Regions from separate parts of the Danio rerio genome. Here region 2 is linked to region 1. A link is a contact called in public HiChIP or PLAC-seq data. All regions are on one chromosome and are shown on one strand. The core of a region is the stretch at or near the end of the contact, and the rest is flanking DNA. Distances in the headings are between cores, read along the strand shown. Region 1 holds the start of bbs9 (Bardet-Biedl syndrome 9). Region 2 holds the start of bmper (BMP binding endothelial regulator).

Region 1 (5,399 bases), core at 1,807-4,306:
ATCACATATTTGATGCATAAAACGTTAAAATGCACACCTTTAAATCCACCACTACTTTACGAAAAGAAAATAGGCCTATAAACTATTGTTTATTGCAATAAGTATATTACAAGAAGTTATATTATTAACTAATCAAACCCCTGCGATCGGTTTATTAGATCGGCCAGATTGACGATTACCGATCGAGTCATTAAATGTGATTATCGGCAGATAGATCGGAGCATCCCTAGTGTGCATAGGTTTGACCAGTGTAACATAGTACTCTAATAAATAATACAGTTATTGCACAAATAAGTTCAACAGAAAAAAATTATACAAATACTAATCAAACAGTGCTTGTCAAGCAGCTTTAAAATGTTTTCTGATTAAGCTCCATACTGTAAATTGAATAACCAAATGTGAAAATGATGCATCGTAGCTCCCATTGTATAAATTAAAAAAGTCTTTTTAAAGCTAAAAATAATAATAAAATAATAATAATAATAATAATTTAGTCAAGTGAAATTCAAATTTCTCTTTGTTGTTTAACTTTGACTAAATAAAAAAAAAGTGTGAAGGGAGGGGGGTTGGCTGCTTTTGCAATGTTAAAACTTTGCATCAAATTTGCTTTTAGAAGATCTATAAGATCTATTTTTATAAATTCATTATGGGCTTAAGCTTCTTATTAGATCTTCATGTATAGCAAATCTGACTCCTACACTATTACAAACTACTTAAACAATGTCTGCAGCTCACATTTTAGATGGCAGCGTCATCATTTTTTTTTACAGATTGTTAGATTGATGGCTGTTTATTGATGTGGATGAAAAAAATGAACGAATGTCCAAACCTACAAATCCATTAACTAATGTACAAACAAATAAATGACTGTAAAAAAAGAAAAAATGAATAATTGACTGCACAAATGAATTATTGAATGACTGTACGAACGAACGGACGGAGAGACAAAAGAACAAACAAACGGATGGACGAACGAACGAACGAACAGACGAATGAACGGACAGACAAATGAACAGATGGACGGACGGATAGACGAACGAACTAACAGACTGACGAACGGACGGACGAACAGACAAACGAACGAATAGACTTTTATTTCAGTATGTTGATGAACTGAATTCAGTAACAGAATATTGAGAATATTCAGAACAGAATATTCAGAAACAGAATATTGAGTATATAAGGAATATTTGGCAGGGTTTTCTATTTGAGCATAATTTCTTCATAGCAAACTAACGGTAAGAGAGGCATGACTAAGAAAATTGTGGCTAAATCTGTCTAAACTAAACTAAAAAGTCACCACTCTAAACATGAAAGAAGAACGGTCAGACTTTCACTGAAGATTACCACAAATGAAAAAGTATTAATTATTCACCTAAAGAATAACAATGAGCGCTAGCAAATTAAACATTGTAAATTTTGATTGCAAATTAAATTCTTCAATCCATCTTTATTTTACAATGTAGATTGTAGCAAAGGAGCTTAACATAATTTATCAAATTCAAATTGAAACTGTCAGTCCAGTTTTCAGAGTTAAAGTTTAGTTCAGTGTGGTTTAATTTTCACAGCTGAAAGTCCAAACACTGAAGAGCAAATCCATCGATGCGCAGCTCCACAAGTCCCAAACCAAGCACGCCAGTGGTGACAGAGGTGAGGAACAAACTTCACCAATTGACAAAAGTGAAGGAAAAAAAAAACTTGAGAGAAACCAGGCTCATTGGGGCATGACCATTTCTCCTCTGGCCAAACTTCTTGTGCAGAGCTGCAGTTTAGGTGCCGGGGGCTGGGGAAAGCTTGACGTCCATCGTGAAGAAGCTGCAGTTGTGAGTACGACACCGTCAGGTATTCAGGCTGGCCCACGAGATCAGCGCAGACTCGTCTGTCACTGGGGTCTTTCAGGAATCAGTTTCATGTTCTCCACTCCTCCTCCATGACCACCACTGCATCTGCTCAGGATATGGCCTGGACAAGTGTTATGGGGACTTCTAAAAGTATGCACGTTTGGCATCCTCCCTTCACAGGACTTGGATCACATCGATGGCGTTGCATTTCATATGGACTTGCAGCTCATTTGAGCTCTCTCATCCACCATAGAATACACATCCTGACACAATTCTGTTCATCATTTTGTTTTTCAATGACAATGTAAGAACAAAAAGACTCTCCCCTAATCACTCTTTGTCTTAGTTGGCATCTTCTGAGCACATGGTTTTTGATGCTGACTGAACCACCAAGACTGTCAGACATGCAGCTGACAGTATAACCTGACAGAAGTGTCACGTGACTGCAGATTTCATTGGCTGCAATCCAAGCAGCTTTACTAACTAACTGCTGACTGCTTAACCCAGCTAATCCACACACCAGAGAGAAACAGAGGAAATGCAAGGAAGTAGACTGGTCCAGGAACATGGACAAATAAAATGTGCACTGTACATATAACTTATAGAGAATATGTGTGGGTTCTATTATGGAGGCAGCGTGTGTGTGTTTACTAGTCTGTTAACTAAACTTCTGAACTATTAAGTATGAATTAAACAGAACGAAAGAATATAAATTAACCAATTATTATAACATTCAGTGTGTAAACTAGTTTCTCTTTATTTATATTAAGAAGCGTTCTGAATTTCAGGTTAAATCTAAAATTTGGATTTCAAAGTAACGTTAAGTTACACAGAAAGCATCCAGACCAACCTGTTAACAGTCTATCGATTATGTTAAAAACGTAAGCCATTAAATATTTTCAAAGCTAGAAATCAGGTAACTATATGAGACATAACAGTTATCTTATTCCCTGTGAATGAAAGAAAGAGTATTGTTGTGGTAAATCTGCTAACGTTACTCAGCTTGCTGCGATCGCGGTTCACACTTTCATAGTTTCACAGATGTATTGTTGACCGTGAAGCTGCTCTTATGTGCACTGGTGAAAAATATACGTAAATCTGTTGTACCTGTAGTAATTGCAGTGATGTTTTCTCTAGTACTGTGTGGTAAAACCAGGTAGCTCAAGACATCTCAGCTCCTCACACTCGACCCGCTGTTGTCATGGTACTGACAGCAACGCTGAAGCCAGAACTGTGGAACATGGCAGCTCGATATCAAAATAAGAGTCCAGCGTGGAGATTTTGCTTTGTACGATCTTAAGTTGCAGGTCAAATAGAAAAAGCAAACATTACATAATATCTCACACACATTAAAAAAAACTTTTCTTTAATAGAATATAATTGTTGTGAGCACTATAGTAACTTTTTAATTGTAAGGGTTAGTTCACCAAAAATGAAATGTATGTTATTAAACAAATAGTTCACCTTAACATTAATATTCTGTCATCGTTTACTCACGTTTTACTTCTTCTTTTACTTTCTGTTAAACACAAAATAAATTATTTTAAAAAATGTTGGAAACCTGTAACCATAATACTTTTTTACATACTATAGAAGTCAATGGCTACACGTTTTCAGCTATCTTTAAAATATGTTTTTGTATTCAACAAGTGAAAAATTTTTTAATAAAACTCCATAAAGGTTCCAGACCTCCAAAATATCTGGAACCACTTGTGCATGAGTAAATGGTGAGTTAAATTGCCATTAAAGTCTGTGTGAAATAGAAGTTGCTCAGACTTTTATATAGGTATGTTGATGTACTTCCAACTGAAACAGTGAGTAACGTACTTTATCATTTATACAAATATATTTGTACAATATACAAAGCATTTATAGAATTGACTGTACTTAAAATACAAATAAATCTTAAAACAACATGTAGACAGCTTTTAAAACGGTCTATGATTAGATCTTCACTGAAGCAAGTTTCCCAAAATGTCTATCTGATGATTCCCTTGTACTCATAAATAAAACCACAGAAATGTATATAGCTACTAAGGGCTTTTATACATTAAATTGACCTTCTATTTTTTTCATAAGAAAAAAAAAACTTTTGTTTCTGGTGTAGCCTGACCTTATGGATTCCCAGTTGATTACAGTTTTAACTAATCTATCTTCAAAATCGCCATGAAACAGAAGTTAAGACTGTCCTGCTTTTCCATACGATGATGTACATGAATTTAAACTGTCCTAAAATTAGAAAGAAATGTAGGACAGAGCATAATTTCATCCAATGGGAACTGATTGGGTCATTGGAAGATTTTGCTAACAAAATGAAGAAAGATTGACGAATGGATAAAAGCAGGGCAGAAATGCAGACATGCAGTCTTAGACATGTAATCTCATAGATGCAATGCACTCAATGGTGCTAGTGATGTCATTGGGGTTTAGGTGTGCGCATTAAAAGCATTTTATACAGCTCAGATTAAATGAGACATGCCCTGATAGTGCCTTCTATGTGCATTCCATGTGACCAAAAGTGAAGGAAAGTCATTTTGATGTTATACGTTAAGAGTTTTGACCCTTCTATCATACAAACAATAAACAAATTAAGCCTAAATCATGTGCTGTGATCAATCTATAGGAAACTATAACTGGATCTAGCATGAATTAGCATGTTGCTAGCATGTTTTTAGCATAACCTAGCATGTTGTTGGCATGAATTTAGTATGAATTAGCATGTTGCTAGTATAATAAGTAAGTTTGTTGAAATGTTTCCAGTATGGATTGGTATGTCATTAGTATGTTTCTAATATGGATCAGTATATTGCTAGTATGAATTGGTTTGTTATTAGTATGTCGAATGTGAAGTCTATGGGACAGTTGCTAGGGTGTGGCTAGTAAATTGAAAGGTCATAAGTGATTGGCAGATTGCTAGTGAGTTAAATGAGCACAACGTTAAGTCTGTAAGACAGTCTGGCGCAAAGTTATGAGATCACAAAGTTTGGTCCAATATTAAGCCAATGGGACTTTTACGAATTTTTCAGGTTATTTTTTTTTCTGAAAACTGTAAGTTGGATCAGTTGGAAAAGATATAGCCACTTAATTCAGTGTATTTGGAGGTTTGGAGTTAGTTTGGTGGTTGGAGTATGAACAGTCTAGGTAGTATAACAGTATGCCGGCTTTCTCAAGCCACCATAATAAAGTGTAAAGTCATTGAACTGAAAAGAAAAATCATGATAAAAATGATCACTCAGACCCACAGAAATGGCTAGTTTTTTTTACTTTATTGTTACAGTACAGATGCTATATACAACAATTATACTGGGGTCAGCTGCATTAAAACAAATTTTGGTTAAACCAGCAGTGCAGACAGATTTTAAAATACTGTTTAAGACAGATAATGTTATACCTTAAGAGTTTTGACCCTTCTGTCATACAAACAATAAACAAATTAAGCCTAAATCATGTGCTGTGATCAATCTATAGATAACACCTTGGCTCAACTTTACAGACTATGCCAAAAACAGTCAGAATAATGATCATGCAACAAGTCGGTGTGTGTCACACGTAACATGG
Region 2 (5,375 bases), core at 397-2,896, 210 kb before region 1:
TAACTGTTCAAAAGTAGTTCACAATTTAATTTAATCATTTAATCTGGTGATTTTACAGATGAATTTTTAGCTTCATTACTCCAGTCTTCACATGATCCTTCAGAAATCACTCTAATATTAATAGTAATAAAAATTTAAATAATAATAATTATTGTTAATAGTAATAGTAATAAAAGCAATAATGACTGGAGTAATAATTTAATTTGAAACTACATACGATAAGAAAGCAGTTTATATATATATATATATATATATATATATATATATATATATATATATATATATATATATATATATATATATATATATATTTTTTTTTTTTACAAATTTCACATTTAATAAATGCCGCCTTGATGAACAGAATAATTTCTTTAAAAAATTAAATAAATAAAACTTACCTCAAACTTTAGTATTGTATATTTTCTCTGAAATTGCTTGCAAATGTATCTCATTAAATATTTATTAGGCATAAAAGAAAAGTAAAACTACATTGCCTACTCTAATTTATATTTACATATTTCATTTTAACGTAACACTAAATCATAAATCGCTATTAAATTTCTAAAAGAAATGACTTGTGATACACTGAATTACCCTAATAGAAAGAAACAGTTATTGTAAACAATATTTCATTCATCTTTATTTACAATAAAAAATACAGTGTGACAAGGAAATTGCTGGTATATTTAATAAAGAAATTTGTAATGCGTTATGTTCAAAGACTAAACCTAGTAAAAAAAATCTAATATTATATTATAATTATATTATTACAATATAATAATCTATTTTTATGTATTTTACAGAAGGCTACATTGCGAAAAACAGTAAAATATCTCCTTGCAGCACAGATAAACCTTTTCACGTTTAAATAAAAGTGACTTTTACTTGAAGTAAAATTCAGTGTAAAAAGTATATGATTTGCTAAATTGAGTTTAAAAAAAAAAAAAAAAAAAAGCTTGACTAAAAACCTCAATTTCACTCGACCACCAAAAGCCAAGGCTATTTATTCGAGTTGTAATACAGGCTAATATTATGATGACACAAAATAAGTTTGTTTACATGTTCTTATGAAGGATCTTTCAGAGTTTGGATGATCTTACCGGTGATTAAAGGTGCAGTTGATTGTGGCGTTTGGAGAATTAAAAACCAGAATAACAGGTTGTAGGTTACTGGAGGAGACAGACACAGCATCCTAAATTCGCTCCAGACGCACGGGGGGTAAAGAAACAAAATGAAAAACCAAAGTATCCCAAGCCTGTAGAAACGGTCTTCTTTAAAATCCAGCAAGAGGGAGACATCGGTGTCATGAGGGACTCATAATCCTGAAACCTTCAGCGAAGCTTCGCGCGACGGAAAAATCACCATAACATTATAATAACGGTCCAAACAAACAAACAAAAACACCTCAGCGGCGAAACAGCTTTCTGAAGATCCAGATTAGCAGGTCACAAACTCCACAAAGAGTTTAAAACCGAGATAAGATCCAGTGGTCTTCTGGAGACGAGCGCGCGCATGGATGATGACACTGCCATGATCCGACTGGAGCTCCAGGTTTGGTCAAAGCGCTCCGGATATTTTCTGACAGACTTTTCGGATGCGACGCCGGCTTCAGAGCTCCAGTTAAACATTCCCGCGGTGGAAGTCCGTCCTCCAGTCCACAGATATCTGCCCCCTCTCTATTTAAACGCACGTGTGTGGGGTTTATAATCCCGCAGATCTGCTGTCTGGTGAGGTGTAGCCAGATCCGCCCCTCATCTCCTGTACCTCCACATATCACCCTCAGCGTTCAGCCGGGCACACTTTCTCACCAAACAAGAATTTCAGCCCATTATGAAGATGGATGGGGAACATGCCTTTTGCATGTAATTCTTAATCTTAGAATAACAATGACTTCATGCATCGACCATTATCCAAAGTAGGTGCTAAGTGTCTTCTGAAATCCAGCGCGCGTAGAGGACTGTTCCATCTGCATGTCAAAAGATCAGATTAATACTTGAAGAGACAGTGTGAAGCTTAAATGGTGCCAGTCTACAAACACCTGGAGAATGGCTTGTAAAGGTAACATGGACAGGTCAATCGAAGCCCATTTCAGTAATATTAGTCACAAGAGAGCGCCAGAGAGCATTACTTCTCAGCTGGAGATCTCTCGTGTCTGGTGTCTTGGAAAATCTGCTCACCTTGGTGACAATCCCTTTTTTGCCAAGCCCAAGCAATTACAGTGGGTTTGACAAATCTTCTTATTTAGATCCACTTATAATAATTACTTTTAATTGGTTTAATTATCTACGGTGAGTGATACATTTATTTTTCCACAGCTCACAGACATTACCCATCAAAGAGACGTAGGAAGCATCTCAAATATGCTGTGAGAAGATAATCTTGGTATTTTTAAAGGGAGTTAAAAATGAGACATTTCAGTGTCTGCTAGCAATTATATTTATAGTTCTTCAGGCTTATGTTGCATGGTATATTTGCTGGAATTACATGCATTCATTCATTTTCTTTTCAGTCCCTTTATTAATCTGAGGTCGCCACGGCGGAATGAACCGCCCAAAAATACATTGTATGAAACAAAATTATATATTATGTTATGCCAAAAATCTTTATATTAAGCAAAGATCAAGTTCCATGAGGAGGTTTTGTAAATGGTCTTCTGTAAATATAGCCTATAAAAACGTAATTCTCGGTTAATATGTGTAGCAAAGAAACTAATTCGGACAACTTTGAAGGCAGTTTTTATCTATATTACCTTTTTTGGACCCTCACATTTCAGATTTTTAACAGTTCACTAAAATCATACATTAATGGAAAGCCTATTTATTGATGATTGGTTTGTGATGATGACTGGTTTGTGATTATATTGTCAAAAATGCTAGTAAAGTTTGTACTTTGGTGTTTTAAATACCTTTTGTGAAGATAAAACTACAAAATATTTTATTGAAATATCTAGAAAAGGAGATCTGTTTATATAGAATACAATGCTCAGCATACAGTTGAAGTCAGAATTATTAGCATTAGAATTATTAGCACACATATTATTATTTTTTTCTTCTGGAGAAAGTCTTATTTGTTTTATTTCAGCTAGAATAAAAGCAGTTATTACTTTTTTTACACACAATTTTAAGGACAAAATTATTAGCCCTCTAGGCTCATTGTTTTTCCGACTGTCTACAGAACAAACCACTGTTATACAATAACTTGCCTAATTACCCTAACCTGCCTAGTTAACCTAATTAACCTAGTTTAGCCTTTAAATGTCACTTTAAGCTGTATAAAAGTGTCTTGAAAAATATTTAGTCAAATATTATTTACTGTCATCATGACAGATAAAATAAATCAGCTATTAGAAATAAGTTATTAAATCTATTATATTTAGAAATGTGTTGAAAAAAATCTGCTCTCCGTTAAACAGAAATTGGGGAAAAAATAAACAGAAGGGCTTATGATTCAGGGGGCTAATAATTCTGACTTCAACTATATATAAGTACAGCCGTCACAAATCTATATTTTAAATTCATATTTTCAATAGGAAGCTTTACAATATTATATTTGTGCATATACAAATATAATGTGCATATTTAGATTAGTCAGTACTGAAGCAAAATTTAAAGCTTATCTAAAAAAATAACTCATGATAGAGGTCCAAAAACTAGTACACTACACACAGTACACTAGTATTTATATGTTATAGAAAAATATTAAATACAAAATTTAAAAAGAGGAAAAATCAAGAGGGAAAAAAAAGATTAGTTGAAATTTTTTAGGTTGTAATTTTTTTTAGCTTGAGTTTATTTGTATTATCTTTCAATTTTTAAATATGTTTGGTGATTAAAATATTATTTTAATAAATATATCTTTTTAATAAATCTTTTTGTTTAAATACACCAAACTTTTTATGGCCTATATGGCCTATATTCACTGAGAAATAGAGAAAAATATAAATTTTCAAATTGGGCTGTACTCAGTTATGCTGGGCACCGTACACTAATTAGATCTAATACTAATACATTTTTGACCCTTTAATCCAAATCATCATAAATTCATCTTTTAACTAAACAACTTTTTTATTTCTGCGATTGATATTTATCAGTTAAACATAAATGACACAAATATGAATACAAGATTTATGTAATAATATCAACAAATACATGCTTCTTATTTAACTCTATTGTGTGCAATATGGATTCACGTCAATTTTGCCCCCGAATATTAAGTAAACCAATCTAATAGAATTGAACTAATAGACAAATTACATCACACATGACGTCACACAGGTTCCCTGTTGCAAAAAGAGACCGGGTTGCAATAGCCAAAAATAGAGTCCAAAAATAGAAAACGTAACTTTTACCGTACAGCACACTACTTTTAATGCCAACCGCACATATCTGGCTAAAAGGGAGCTGAATGAAGTGACAACCTAATTAAAAATGCTGGACTCTGCAGATCTCGCTTCATCTCAGGTAAGTTCACGCTATGCTGAATCATACACGTTACTTGTTTTTGATTGCAGCAATGATTTCAGCAAAAACATTTACATATGGTTAATTAAACTGCGGACACTGAATGCTTAGAATGAAAGTTTAAGTTCACATAGCCTTCCCTGCCGTACAGGTACAGTTCACTGTGAGAATGCAGTTGTTTTGCTTGTTGATGATTACCCAGGCCTTGTACAGCGTCGTCTTCTTTCCTTGTCTTTGGCTAGGCAGAACCTCGTTTTTTAGCACTACATAGTTTTGAATCTGGTCATCATGGAACATTATTTCTTGCACATGACCACACACAACATTGTAGGCATCCAAAGACTTGTAGGCCTTGAACTTATCTCTTGTAAAAACATTTGGAGCTTCAATGAGATTGTATATGAAGGGTGCTATTGCAAATGGAGCTGTCAGATGAACGCCGCTCACTTTAACTTTAATTTTGCCAAATAGCTGTGCTTATCACTGGGTGACAAGCTGTTATAATACGTTGAAAGCATTATGTCAATAATATTTATAATATGTAATCAATATAACTTATCTCTAATACAACAACAAACTCTGTACCGCATCGAATGTCATTCCCTCACAGTAAATGCTAGCACTCCTGGTTATTTTCTGCCACCTCGCTGCGCGCGCATCCTGAATGTTTACAAACATGGTAATTTGTCTATTGGATCTGGCTTTATATATTTACACCATATTCATATCTTGTAACTGATTAAATCGAATAGTATGTGATTTGAACAAGAAAGCCTGGGTTTAAAAATCCTTTCATTGTTTTTTTCACCCTATACTTGTTTTAAACTTGTTTTAAATTTTCTTCTGTTGAACACAAATGAAGATATTTTGCAGAAAGCTGGCAACTTTTAACCATTGACTCTCATGGTATTTGTC

The links. HiChIP or PLAC-seq counts read pairs in DNA pulled down with a chosen protein or histone mark.
Region 2: an H3K4me3 HiChIP or PLAC-seq map of gastrula embryo shows a contact between it and region 1, with 3 times the contacts expected there. The contact joins the promoter of bmper here to the promoter of bbs9 in region 1. A contact is called at or near these places in 4 of 18 Hi-C or Micro-C datasets (caudal fin, embryo, hematopoietic stem cells and 1 more) and 3 of 4 datasets of contacts at active chromatin or transcription factors (caudal fin, embryo and gastrula embryo).

Annotation. Positions count from the first base shown.
Region 1 is chr16:7,241,090-7,246,488 of GRCz12tu, reverse strand. It overlaps bbs9 (Bardet-Biedl syndrome 9), which reads right to left and starts at 3,056. Exons shown (of 23, transcript XM_073925781.1): 1 at 2,949-3,056. eaf1 (ELL associated factor 1) reads right to left here. Exons shown (of 6, transcript NM_001002115.1): 6 at 5,097-5,399.
Region 2 is chr16:7,446,325-7,451,699 of GRCz12tu, reverse strand. It overlaps bmper (BMP binding endothelial regulator), which reads right to left and starts at 1,646. Exons shown (of 14, transcript NM_001020487.2): 1 at 1,101-1,646. The coding sequence starts at 1,191.